Linked DNA regions of Oryza sativa: region 1 is linked to region 2. A link is a contact called in public HiCAR-type data. All regions are on one chromosome and are shown on one strand. Each heading gives the region's core, a stretch centred on a gene start, on an enhancer-like site or on the middle of the called end of the contact. The rest is flanking DNA. Distances are from core to core; before and after follow the strand shown.

The links. HiCAR-type assays count read pairs that join an accessible place to other places.
Region 1: a contact with region 2 is called in a HiCAR-type map of leaf, with 3 times the contacts expected there. The contact joins the promoter of LOC4337844 here to the promoter of LOC4337834 in region 2. A contact is called at or near these places in 1 of 15 Hi-C or Micro-C datasets (seedling) and 1 of 4 datasets of contacts at active chromatin or transcription factors (leaf).

The regions. Positions count from the first base shown.
Region 1 is chr5:3,210,207-3,216,862 of ASM3414082v1, reverse strand. LOC4337844 (E3 ubiquitin-protein ligase IPI1-like) reads left to right here and starts at 2,537. Exons shown (of 6, transcript XM_015784873.3): 1 at 2,537-2,945; 2 at 4,620-4,789; 3 at 5,652-5,710. The coding sequence starts at 2,759.
Region 2 is chr5:2,993,946-3,000,154 of ASM3414082v1, reverse strand. It overlaps LOC4337834 (translocase of chloroplast 101, chloroplastic), which reads left to right and starts at 4,299. Exons shown (of 2, transcript XM_015783735.3): 1 at 4,299-5,301; 2 at 5,392-6,209. The coding sequence starts at 4,426.

The DNA of each region.
Region 1 (6,656 bases), core at 1,288-3,787, 220 kb before region 2:
TCATTTAAATATATTCTTAAAAAATGTACTCCCTCTTGAAAAAAAATACGTATTCCATATCATCAGACACACTCGGTGCAACTTGTTTGTTAGAAACGACAAATAATATTGACTCCACGGAGTATCACTAAATATGCTTTCAGTTATTCTTTTAGATCGATAAGAACTTAATATTTATATATGAAAGTTACTCTAAAATATTATATTAATTTATTTTTGAAGTTTGTAATAATTAAAACTCAATTAATCATACGTTAATACTACCTCGTTTTGCGTAAAATACTTAATCTTTTATCTTCATCTTTAGAAGAAAAGAACATCAATTCACTATATTTCTTTCATCAAGAAAGTAATGTTATCTTACCTTTGTTTTTTTTCAAATCTATAGCGTCAACTTTTTTTAAATTTGGTCTCTAATTTAGTTTAAATCATTTAAATATATTCTTAAAAGATGTAATCCCTCTTGAGAAAAAATACGTATTACGTATGATGAGACACACTAGGTGCAACTTGCTTGTTGGAAACGACGAATAATATTGACTCCACGGAGTATCACTAAATATGCTTTCAGTTATTCTTTTAGTCTAAATTATAAAAAAGTTTGCACGGATCAAAGTCAAACATGAGAAAGGTGAAGTAAAAATGTAAAGTTAAAAAAAAAGAGAAGAGAAACGTAATAAAAGGACCTCTTGCTCGAGTGTAGCACGTCAAACTTGTGACGCACGGCGTGGTGGTGGCCCCCAGTAAAAACTAAAAAACGGCTCAGCTCGCTCACCTCACACACCACCGACGCGCGGTAAAACCCGTGGGCTAGCTACTCCTGGTGTAACAACCCTACCTCCCCCCACCACTGCCACGTGGGCCCCACACCAACCGACCCCACATGTCATCCACCGCGTGTACGCCTCTCCCCGCCGCCGCCGCTTCCTTCCCCCCGTACCACGCGCGGCCCACCACCGGCCCACCGGTTTCGCACATGGGCTTTCGTCTAGGGACACGCCCGCGTGCGTGGGCCGTCGGATGGCGATCGGACGGCTCGTGATGCTGACGCGTGTTGCTACGAAAGGCTGGAAAGGGGAGGATGGGGGGTGGTAGGCGAGCGGTAGTAGTACGGCCCTTCGCTTCTCTTTGAATGCTGTGACGTTAGCGGTGACATTTTTGCGTATACCACCCTGGGTTTTGTTGTAATAGTGAGGGAGTCCTTACTTGGATGCTACTCTAGTAACTCCCAGGGGTAACATGTGGCACCATCCAGCTAGCTATTATTGGCACAAGGAATATACACACGTGATATATATAGTTTGGTCAAAGGTATTTTTTTGAACCCCTCTGCTCTTCAACATATATATGTGCAAAACGATGGATTTTTTTAGGTTAACTCAAAATGAAATATAAGGGCCTTGGTTTCTTTCGAGTTTATATAATGTTTCTCTGGTTTGTGTTACGATGATCTTAAATAAATATAAAGAGTTCAACAATCTTATCTAATTAAGTTAGGTACAGTGAGCTTGACACTATGTCCGAGTTTTGCTTGCATTAATTAGCTATGTTTGATCAACTTTTAAAACTAGTTTTGGTGTATACAGTTGATGATTTACAGAGATATGAAGTATGTAGTCCTCGCTAATTTTAGCCTCCTTGCTTTGAGTTGAGGCATGACGGGTATAGAGTTAGAGAGGCAACACATATCAAATAAAATGCACTCGTGCACACGCACTAGGAACACATATTTTTTTTTGACGGTACGTCTATAAGTGATAATTAATAAATATTATCTCCTTCATGTAAATATTGTACTCCACATATTATAACTCTTATACAATAGAGATTTTTTAAGATAATAGTAGTTTTGTCTCTCTTTGACATCTTGTTTCCCATAACCTAAAGATAATTATTAAACCATTTTTTTCTACTTATTAACTCACAAAGGAGATTTGCCTCCTATTTGGACCATCCAAATATATGGTTGCAAGCAAATGATAATTATTGCAAGTTCCTAACAAAATATTGTGTCGTATCTTATACCATATAAGCTAGCCCGACAACTTTACTATAACGCTTTTCATGTTATGACACCATGTATATTTTTGCCTCTAAACAATATTGCATTTAACCCGAGAAAACAAAATACCCCACTTCTAGAAAACAACCACTCGATCTTACAATCGCAAGAGAATGCTCCATCCGTTTCATTATTATAAGACGCTTGACTTTTTTTTGGTCAAAATCCTTTAGGTTTTATCAAATTTATAGAAAAAAATAGCAACATCTACAACACCAAATTAATTTTACTAAATTTAACATTGAATATATTTAGATAATATGTTAATATTAGTATATTTTTTTTACAAACCTAAAACGTTTGATTAAGACAAAAGTCAAGCGATTTATAATAATGAAACAAAGGGAGTAATAATAATAATAATAAATAAAAAGGGAAATAATTGGAAATAACAAAATCCGGAAGGGCCTATTCGTGAAACAGCCATTTATTCCCCTCCTCTCTTTTTCTCGAGCGTTTTTTTTTCCTCCTCCTATTCTAATTTCTCGTGGAGGCGAGCAGATAGACCAAGAGAGAGAAAGGAAGGGGAGCGACGAGGAGGAGGAGGAGGAGGACGCCGTGGGCGCGCGCGATCGATCCCCGAGAGCGCGGCAGATTCCGGCCGCCAGCGCGCCGTCCCCGGGGCGGCCGTCTCCGGTGCCGATTTGGTGGGATCCGGGCCGGAGAAGCACTGGTTGGTGAGGAGGGTGAGGGGGGATGGGTGCGAGGGAGGAGGTGAGGGAGGAGGAGGGGGAGGAGGGGGAGGGGGTGGGCGGGAAGGAGGAGGAGAAGGCGGCGGCCGCGGCCGCGGCGGTGTCGTGCTCGATCTGCCTCGACGCGGTTGTCGCCGCCGGCGGGGAGAGGTCCACGGCGAGGCTGCAGTGTGGCCACGAGTTCCACCTCGGTATGTATGTGGCTTTCGGATGATCTACAGATGTGTTATTGGTAGGGAATTGTAAGTTAGAGCACTAGAACTGCGATTTTTTTTGGACTCGCGCTGTCAATTTGATTTGGGTGAGGGTAGCTGTAAAATGTGATGCTTTTGTTAGGAATTGGGGCTGGACTTGGTGGGAATTAAGATAATTTTACGTCTTCTAGCTGTAATGGTGCAGAATTTTGGGCGATGGTTCGCATAGGTAGTGAGTGCCTTTTGGGGGTAACCATCAATGTTTTCCCCAGTGGGTGGGTGGGTTGGGGGATGAAAGGAAGATTTCGTGCTAAAATTGCTGGTATATAGGGTGAAATAGTCTGGCTGACATGCATCACAAATTTCCGGTACTGGCCTGGTCCGATGACTCGTAGAGTTTGCGGATTTGATCAGATACTATGAAAGAACATCAGAATAGCTTGAGCGGAGTTTCTTGATGGGTTCTTAGTTCAATGGAAGTTATGAAACAAAGCATCGGACCAAATAATTATTTTAGCCAGACAAGGAAATCAAGTAAATCACATCAGTTGGAAATTGATACTAACATGGAAACCAATGGAAGCAAACAGATAGAGCAAATATTGATCTTGAGATTGCGCTTCTCTATACCATGGTAGAGGCAGGTTGGCATGTTGAGCAGATAATAAATTGGCCCCTTAATACAACGATGGACCTATGCACCCACTGGTAACCTTTAAACAGGGCTGGCTTAGTGGACCAATGGTTTGACCCACCCATTTGGACCCCTGGATGAAAGTCTGTTTGGTTCCCAGGAATTTTTGGGGGTTATTGAGCTAGCTGTTCAATTTTAGTGAATGGTTGCACTTTGAAGGCTTGTCTGGAGGATTTAAAAATGTCCCATGGCATGCTTAGACCTAAACTTATAGGAAACTAAGGACGACACAGATTTGAATAGTTCAGTTTGATGGTTTCATTGAGCGTTGAGCCATAGTGACACTGACATACTGTAGTAGATAGGGTTTCCCTCTCTCCTTTTTATGCTGTACAAGGAATTAGGTGCAATCCTGAGAATATGTAGTTAACTGCAATCCTTGTTTCCTACTTTCCTGGAAATTACTCTTAGGTAATATTTTTTGTTGGAAGTCAGAACCATGTTTACATTCTATATATACTTGGTTCATGTTCTTTTACTGGTATCAAGTTTTATCTGGTCTGTTGTTATTTGGTAACAAGTTATCTTGATGGGATTGAGTTTTTGTCTTATAAGCTGTCAGCCGTGACGCATGAGCAAGGCAACAGAAAAATAATTTTAGTGCAGACTTCTATACTTCTACTCTTAGTGGTTAAAAGCCTAAGGCTGAAAAATAGAGAAGGATGGAAAAACATCTAAACTAATTCAAAATTAAGTTTCAAAACTCAAATTTGGCCGCAGCTTATAAGCTGCCGAGCTGCCAACAAGTTAGTATCAAATATGGACTGTCTTTTAGTTATCAAAATCCTTTAGATTTTCTAAGTTAACAAGCCTCAATGATCTTGGATTCACTTATTAACCACCATTGTTTTTTGTGCATTAGCAATGATTTTATTTGCTTTTTACATTTGTTAAGCGTATGATCTTCAAGTGGAAGTTTTGAATTTCTAGTATTTTCATTTATTACAACATTTTGATGATTGTGGCATTGTTTCCAGATTGCATTGGATCAGCATTTAATGCCAAAGGCGTTATGCAATGCCCCAACTGCCGCAAAATTGAAAAGGGGAACTGGCTCTATGCAAATGGTTCCCGACCCACACAAGATGTTAATATGGATGAGTGGGCTCATGATGAAGACCTTTATGATGTTAGTTACTCGGAGATGGTACGCAACCATGTTATCTTTAATTTTTTATTTGTTTTTGTTGTGAATTATCTTTTTCCTTTCTAATCTTTAATTTATTATTTGTTTTTGTTGTGAATTGTCTTTTACCTTTCTTGTTTGCCACATGCTATCCCATCATGTTTTTACTAGTTTACCTGATCATCAATATGGTTTCTTCGACTTGTTCTTTTCTTACAAATGATTCACTTGACTAAACCTTTTCTTTTGGAGACATCTGTGTTGCTACGTGAATATGTCTTCTATGCCGATATTCCCTTCAGATCAAGATCTTTAGTTATGGGCCTCTTGACAGCGGAATTCATTTATAATCGTTCTTATAGGTTGCCACTGGCAGCTTTTGTGAATTGCATTACTGTTGTTTTTCTGTTCTCCAATTTAGTCACTTGAGGCCATGTTCTCTCTGTGAAGAAAACAATATGGGAGTTTTGAACAAGTGCAGTGTGCATTCTTGCAAATGATCTAGATTCTAGTTCTTTTGTCAGTTGAAGGTTAAACTCGAGAGAAGTAATACATTAGAGGTCACAGCTGTTTTTTTATGTGTACACACTATGGTGCATCAGTACTGACTCCTTATTTACTTGAAGTAAATTTGTCATTTTCCCTATTATTATGCTTAACATTGTGCACAAAGTAATAATTCTGAGATGAAAGTTGTCACAGCTTATTCAATCATGCTACACATATGCACTAACTAATTGCATTTTCTAAAAGATTTATGCTACTTACATAGTTGGTTTTCATTATTATTGATTTTTCATTTTCTGTCATCATTTGAGCTTACGGAGGCAGTTACTCTAGATTCTGTTCTGAGTTCTGACAACAATGTATTTGAATTGTGCAGCCCTTTCGGTTTCACTGGTGCCCATTTGGTCGTTTGGCTCAACTTCCATCCTTCTTTGAGTATGTTCTGCAGTCTTCGCTTGAAATTGTGGTTTATCGTTTTATTTCACCTTTCCAATTGTCCAGTTCTATTTCTAGCTCAGCACTATAAGATCTTTCAAGTATAGTAATAATATAAAACACCATTGAATTTGCGGGTAGTGAAAATTGGTCTTATGAGGTACTATAACTAGATGTTGTATTTATGTTGGTCCATTAGCGATGCTATCTATACTCTATACTCCTCAAAAAGATTCCAATGGTGGTGGCATTGAATCTGCCACCCCACCCACTCCTTTTGTAGATTTTACATATTACCCCTTGAACTTTTAATGTTACATAACAACTAAATCTAGGTGGATAGCCACATATACAATTAAATTAAGGTGGGTATTCCCTATAACAAAAAGACGGGTAACATATACATTTCATGAAAAATATGTTATTGCTTATTTTAGGCAATATTATGAAAATATTCTTTTATCTATCCATAGCAAAGCATATGGGTATTTAGCTAGTGTTTTGAAAAATTAATAAGCAAATGAGTTAACTCTAGGACCTGTAATATCAACAATCTGTTTTAGGGAGGGATGAATATAAGGTGAATGGCCTTTCAATTCTCGGTGATGAAGTGCGGAACAATATACATTTTTTCTTAGGTTTAGTCCTATCATGATGCATTTGGTTTTTGACAATCTCCGTGCTAGTTCTCTTTCCATGAGACTCTAACTCTACTTTGCATGGATCTTCTGACAAGCCACTGTCTATTGCTTGTATATACCAATATGTCAGTATACCATTTGACCAAAGTGCTGATCAGACTACTGGTGACAGCATTAATGATGATACCATTAAGCCATATTGTCTTTCCCGATACCGATTGCAGTCAGTGAACATATCAATTCTTTAAGTTCTATCTTTTGCTGCACCCTTCTCTTAACACCAACTATTGTCTGTGCAAAATCTA
Region 2 (6,209 bases), core at 3,050-5,549:
CCACAGTTCGCTGTTTCCGACATGAATTTTCGACTTCCGTCCGATATCGGTATATTCCCGTTCCGACGGTTCCGTTTCCGAGATACCGATATAACCGATATCGTTACCGTTTCCGAGTATACCGTTCCGATTCCATTTTCGAGAAAATAAAATGAAAATGGAAATGGTAGAGGGTTTTTCCGACCGTTTCCGACCGTTTTAATCCCTAGCTGAGATGAGCTTTAGCTACCGATGAGTGTCTTGAGCTGAGAAGCCAATTATGTAAAGGGTCCGAGAAAGATTGTGATCACAGTCGCGGTTTGATAGACTCCACCAAAGCCCAAAGTTTTAGGTCTTGTTTTGCTCAGAACCGATTGGTCTTGAGTTTTTCATGACAAAAATTTCATAAATTAAGACCGAAGAAACAAGAACATACTAATTTTTTGGTACCAAGAGTCTGGATGATTTTTTTTTCGCTTCATCCAAAATATGTGTAACAGATCAGTAGTGGCACTTAAAGGCCTGTATTAAGAATATTATTCTAGACAATCTGCACAACTATTTCTTAAAAGCTATCTAAAAACTTTTGTGCTGTTTAAAATTTGAAAGCCTCATCCCTCATCATCTTTTAAGAAAATAAATACATCTCTTTTTACTTCATCCAAAATATGTGTAAAAGATCAGTAGTGGCACTTAAAAGCTTGTATTAAGAATATTATTCGAGACAAACTGCACAACTATTTCTTAAAAGCTAGAAGTAAAACCAATTTTGATTTTAAGAATGATTTTGGATAGTTTTCTTACTTGTGAGTTGGCCAACTAATCAAAGAGGCGCAAGGAACCCTAAGGTACAAATCAATTTCTAAAATTCAAAATCAGCTTTAGTTTTTATAAGGAAAAGTAAAACCAAACGCGGTGAAATCATGAGAACACAATGGCAGCACACATCGAATGACACTCCTGGCTTCAGCTTTCTCCCCTGTGCCCTGAACTTGTCCAGTTTTGCCCTGTATACATTGTTACCGATAATTGGCCTTGTTCCCTGCAGTGCAGCTGCTGCAGAAGAACACGCCAAGCACTAGAGCTAGTTGATGGCTTTATCCATTACTAATTCGCTGCATATTTTATGTGTGCTGACACAGTTAATTGGCTTAGGCCCTGGAGGCCTGGAGTCCAGTTGTTCAGGGCTTCAGGCTTGGCTGCCAGATGCATCCCCTCTGAACTTTTCTCTGATGGGGCAGCTATTCAGCTGTTGCTAGTGCTGTGTTTTTGCCCTTTCAATGCCAAAACGGACAAGACAAAAAAACAGCATCATTGGCTGGGAACTGTTATTTTTTCTTTCTTCCCACTGATCTTCAGGCTTGGAATTTGAATCTATATCTTTTGGTGTTATTATTAGATGGAAGGTATATATATCAAAGGAAAGAAGGATTCTAATTGGTGTGCTCAGTCAGCACCGAGATATCAGTCATGGTTATGAACACAGTTAATTTCAGAATATGCATAAGAACATGGACAGCAATTCTGTCCTTTCTTTTTCAGCTTGGATGGTATTCTTGGGTCTATGAACTCTGAACATTGGGTGCTCCATAAGCTGAAAACAGTATCTTTTAAATTTCCACCGATTCTCAGATGTCCACTCTCTTTATTAATTATATATTAATTCTTAGGTGAAAAGTATATGTATATATATCAAATGAGATATGGATTCTAATTGGGATTCCCAATAATCAACGACATATATGTCAAGTTTGTGGGCATTTCCAGAATATGCAGTGTAAGAACATGGATATAATATTCAACTAATCTGTTTTTGCAGCAAGGATGATATTCTTGGGTCTCTTGAAAAGAAACTGAGTTCAGTTGGTTGACGGTTTCGATATACGCCCGAACCACCCGCACTCAGGGTTCAAAGTTTCAATTTCGATAGTTCTATCAGGGGCACCCATACGGCCGAAATTTCGGTTATTTCGATCCAAAATAATTTTATTTTTTCAAAAACAAAATGGCCAGATTCGAATATTTTTGTAAAATACACAAATGTTTGAGAAAATCTAAAAATTTGGGTGAAATAATTTCGTATTTGGGGGGGGGGGGGGGGCGAAGTGGGGGGGTCCAAAAGAACTGGAATTTTGAACCCTGCCCACACCACTACAAAGGGGTTTAAACTGATAGCCATAATCAATTATCGCAAGTGGTTGAAGTGTCCGCTAATAACGAAATTAGCCTTCAGGAATGCATATATTGATAGCCATAATCAATATATATATGTTTCATGCTACTCCTGACACATGTTTGGAGATGGGCGATTAATTCAGCTTAATTGATGTTTGCCTGAGGATGCCCTGATGCTTCTTGCCTTCTTGCAATGCTGGAAACATGGACAGCTTGCTTTAGGGTCATCATTAGTTTTTATCAGCTTTGGAGTCATCATTATTATTTTAATAACTGTGTAATCCTCGAACAAGCTTTGCTTGATCCAATGGGAAGGCATCTCGACACATGTGTATCAGAGGGGACTGTACAACAGAGATGTACTGTAACCTAGCTAGGGCTTGATTGGAACAAACGAATTTTAGTAGGAATTTCAAACTGGTGTATATATCTGTTTAGAAGGTATAGCAAATTGATGTATAAAAAGGCTAGCTCTTTCTGGATCATCTAATTCATACTTCCTCTATACTCGTATTATAAGTCGTTTAGAACAATGTTTAAGTCAAACCTTGAGAATATAAATCATGAATAATTATTAAGTTGTTGAGTTTGAAAATGTAAAAATTATATAAATATATTTGTTTTGAAAACTATTTTCATAAAATTATACATATATCACTTTTCAATAAATATTTTTATAAAAACAAGAAGTCAAAGTTGTGTTTTGGAGAATGTGTCACTGTCCAAAACGACTTCCTATACGAGTATGAAGGGATTATATTGCTAAGAGTTAGCCCTGACCAATATTTCTATTTTGCACATGTTTTGCACAATATGAACCAAAATCTATATATATCTCATTGGTATAGAACTATAGATTTATGGACTCAATAAAAATTAATAACCCTATAAAGGTCATTTCTCAACTTATTGCAATCTTATTCTCGTTATAGATCTATGGACTCAATAAATTAATATCCATGATAAGGTCCTTATTGCAACTTATTACAATCTTACATTTTTAATATTTGATTATATACCTTCCCTTTAGACAAAAAATAAGGATATATTCTCATTTGCCCATGACATGTAGGGTTTGACATGTGGGCTAGGAGTGTAAATTCTTAATTTCAAGATAAATGAAGGTACAATCAAATTTTACCCAAGAAAACATAGTTTCAAAATCATTGGTTTTACCCATAAAAATTCATTGGTTTTATTGATTTCAAAATTTTGTACACTTTTTACTTCAAGGGAATACTGGTCTTTGCTTAAAAGTTAGCTACCACCCTTGACTGTGAATCTGTGATAGCAAAAGAGAGATGAACACTACCACAAGATTAGTAAAAAGAGAAGTGCACATTTCGATCATTTATAGAAGAGATAATGTGTTTCAAACTTCCAATTATCAGTAAAAGCAAAGTCTTCTAGGCAACACCAAAACCATCAAAATCGAAAACCAGTTGGAAGTTGGAACAGGCAAAAAAAAAAATCTAGAGAAGATATTTTTGACACTCCTTCCCTTCAACTACAAGACAAACCAAACCAAAGCCCCACCCTAGCACGAAATCAAAAAAAAAAAGAAACAAAGAACCACACAAACATACAAACAAAGGTAAACGTAAACGCAAAAAAAAATCAAAAAAATTTCACCTTATCGTCACGCTCTCCCTATTTTTTTTCCCCTTTTCTTTGCTTCCTCTCTCGTCTCACCACCACACCCCCGGCGTGTCCGCCGTTCCAAAACCGCACGCCAAAACAGAAAACCAAATATTTGTCTTCACAATAAAAAAAAAACCTTTTTCAATTTTGAGGAGAAGAAAACCAAATCTTTTTCTTCACAACAAAAGAAAAACTTTGTTTCAATTTTGAGGAGAAGTCGAGGGTAAGAAATCGAAGAGCAGACAGCTATATATATATATATATATATATATATATATATATATATATATATATATAAAGAACACACAAAAAAATATTTTTATTCTTTTAGCAAAGGAGAAAAAAATCGAAGAGCATATACTGGTGAGATTAGATATAACTATTTTATTTTCTTCAGAAGAAGAACATTTTCTTTTGTAGGAAAAGCAAAGGGTGAAAAGAAAAATCGAAGAGCATCCCATCCCATCCAGCTATATATAGATTGGGAATTTGGGATTTGATACAAAGTACTAATTTTGAGCCCAACCTAAAACCCTCACCTTATCCTCTCCTCCGATTCCTCCTCCTCCTGCTTCTCTTCTTTGCTTCGCCTTCGCTTTGCTTGTGGTGGCCGGAGCAACAGCCCCGGCCATGGCCTCCACCACCGACGCCGACGCCGCTCCGGTCGCCCCCGTGCTCGAGGAGAAGCCCCCCACCCCGCCGCCTGACGGCGACGAGGTCCCTTCTGCTCCTGCGGCGGCGGCGGCGGCGGAGCAACCCAAGGTAGTCGAGGAGGAGGAGGTGAGATTGGAGGGGAAAGGTGGGGGGTTCGGTGGCCAGGAGGTGGAGGTGGCCGGAGACGGGGAAGATGGCGGCGAGGTGGAGGTGGCGGAGGCTAAGGATGAGGGAGGCGGCGGGGAGTTCGCCGGGGGAGATGCGAAAGCTGCCTCCTCGTTGTTGGCGGCGGCGGCGGAGGAGGAGGAGGAGGAGGAGGCGAGCAACGGCGAATTGGGTGAGGAGGATGCTTATCCGGCTTCCTCCGATGCCGCGGTAGGTGAGGAGAAGGGCGAATTGGGCGAGGAGCCGGAGGAGAAGGCTCCGGCTCTGGCTCCGGAGGCGAATGGCGCCGCCGAATCGGATGTGGAGGAGAAGCCGGAGGAGGATAACGAGGGGGAGGAGGTGGCTACTGGGGGTGGGGATGATGGTGAATTGGGAATGGAGAAAGAGGTTGATGTTTCTGCTGGGGCCGCGGAGGCGCCGCAGCCGGAGGATAAGGTAGCTCCTGAAGCTGAAGCTAATGGAGATTTGGGCGACAAGGCGGAGGAGGAAGCGAGTGCTTCGGCGGCGGTGGAGGTGGTGGAGGAGAGCAATGCTCCAGAAGAATTGTTGGAGAAGGCTGTGGTTTCGGAGGCAAATGGCGTGGCTGCCGCCGTCGAATTGGCTGTGGAGGAGAAGCTAGAGGATAACAAGGGAGAGGAGGAAGAAATGGAGGCGAAGCCTGAGCCAGTAAGCGGGGTGATTCCAGTGGTAATTGATCTTGCTCAGTGTAGTTTTTTTTGTTTCTAAATAGTTTTGATACATACAAGGATGTTGAATTATTCGTATGACCGAATCCAGGTTGTTGACGACACTAGCTCCGAGATGATTGCGCCTGTGAGTGCCGAAAGTGCAGTTGAAGAGAGTACTGAGAAGGAGCAAACTGTTGACGACACTAGCTCCGAGATGATTGCGCATGTGAGTGCCGAAAGTGCAGTTGAAGAGAGTACTGAGAAGGAGCAAACTGTTGAAAGCGAGGCCAGTGAATCTGTGGAGATTGTTGGTGTTGAGAAGCCTACTGAGGATGAGAGTAATGTTGATGGCGGTGCTAGTTCTGTTGTGTCTCGAGAATTGGCTCCAGAGGAAACCAAGGAAAATAATGTTGGTCAGGAGGATGAAGGTGTTGCTGAGGTTATTGACCGTGAAGAAGACGCTGATGATGATGAAGAGATAGTTTTAGCTGCAGCTGATGATGAAGATGATGGTACTAACGAGGCTGATGACGATGAAGATGGAGTGAGCTCTGACAGGGGGCCTGCACGAGTTGCTATTATAGAGAGTTCAGAAGCTGCGAAGCAGATCATGAAGGAGCTTGGGGAAGGTTCTGCTAGTGTTAGTCCTGTATCTGGCTTGAGCAGCTCGAGAGAGTACACTAATAGCATGGATGGGCAGATTGTCCTTGATGATTCTGAGGAGGATGGGGATGATGACGATAATGAAGATGACGATGAGAAGGGGTTTGATTCTGCTGCCTTGGCTGCCCTGCTGAAAGCAGCAACTGGTGCATCTGCAGACGGGAATGTCACAGTTTCTTCCCAAGATGGCTCTAGAATCTTCTCCATGGATCGGCCAGCTGGCCTGGGCTCATCAGCCCCATCTCTCAGGCCAACAGTCCCACG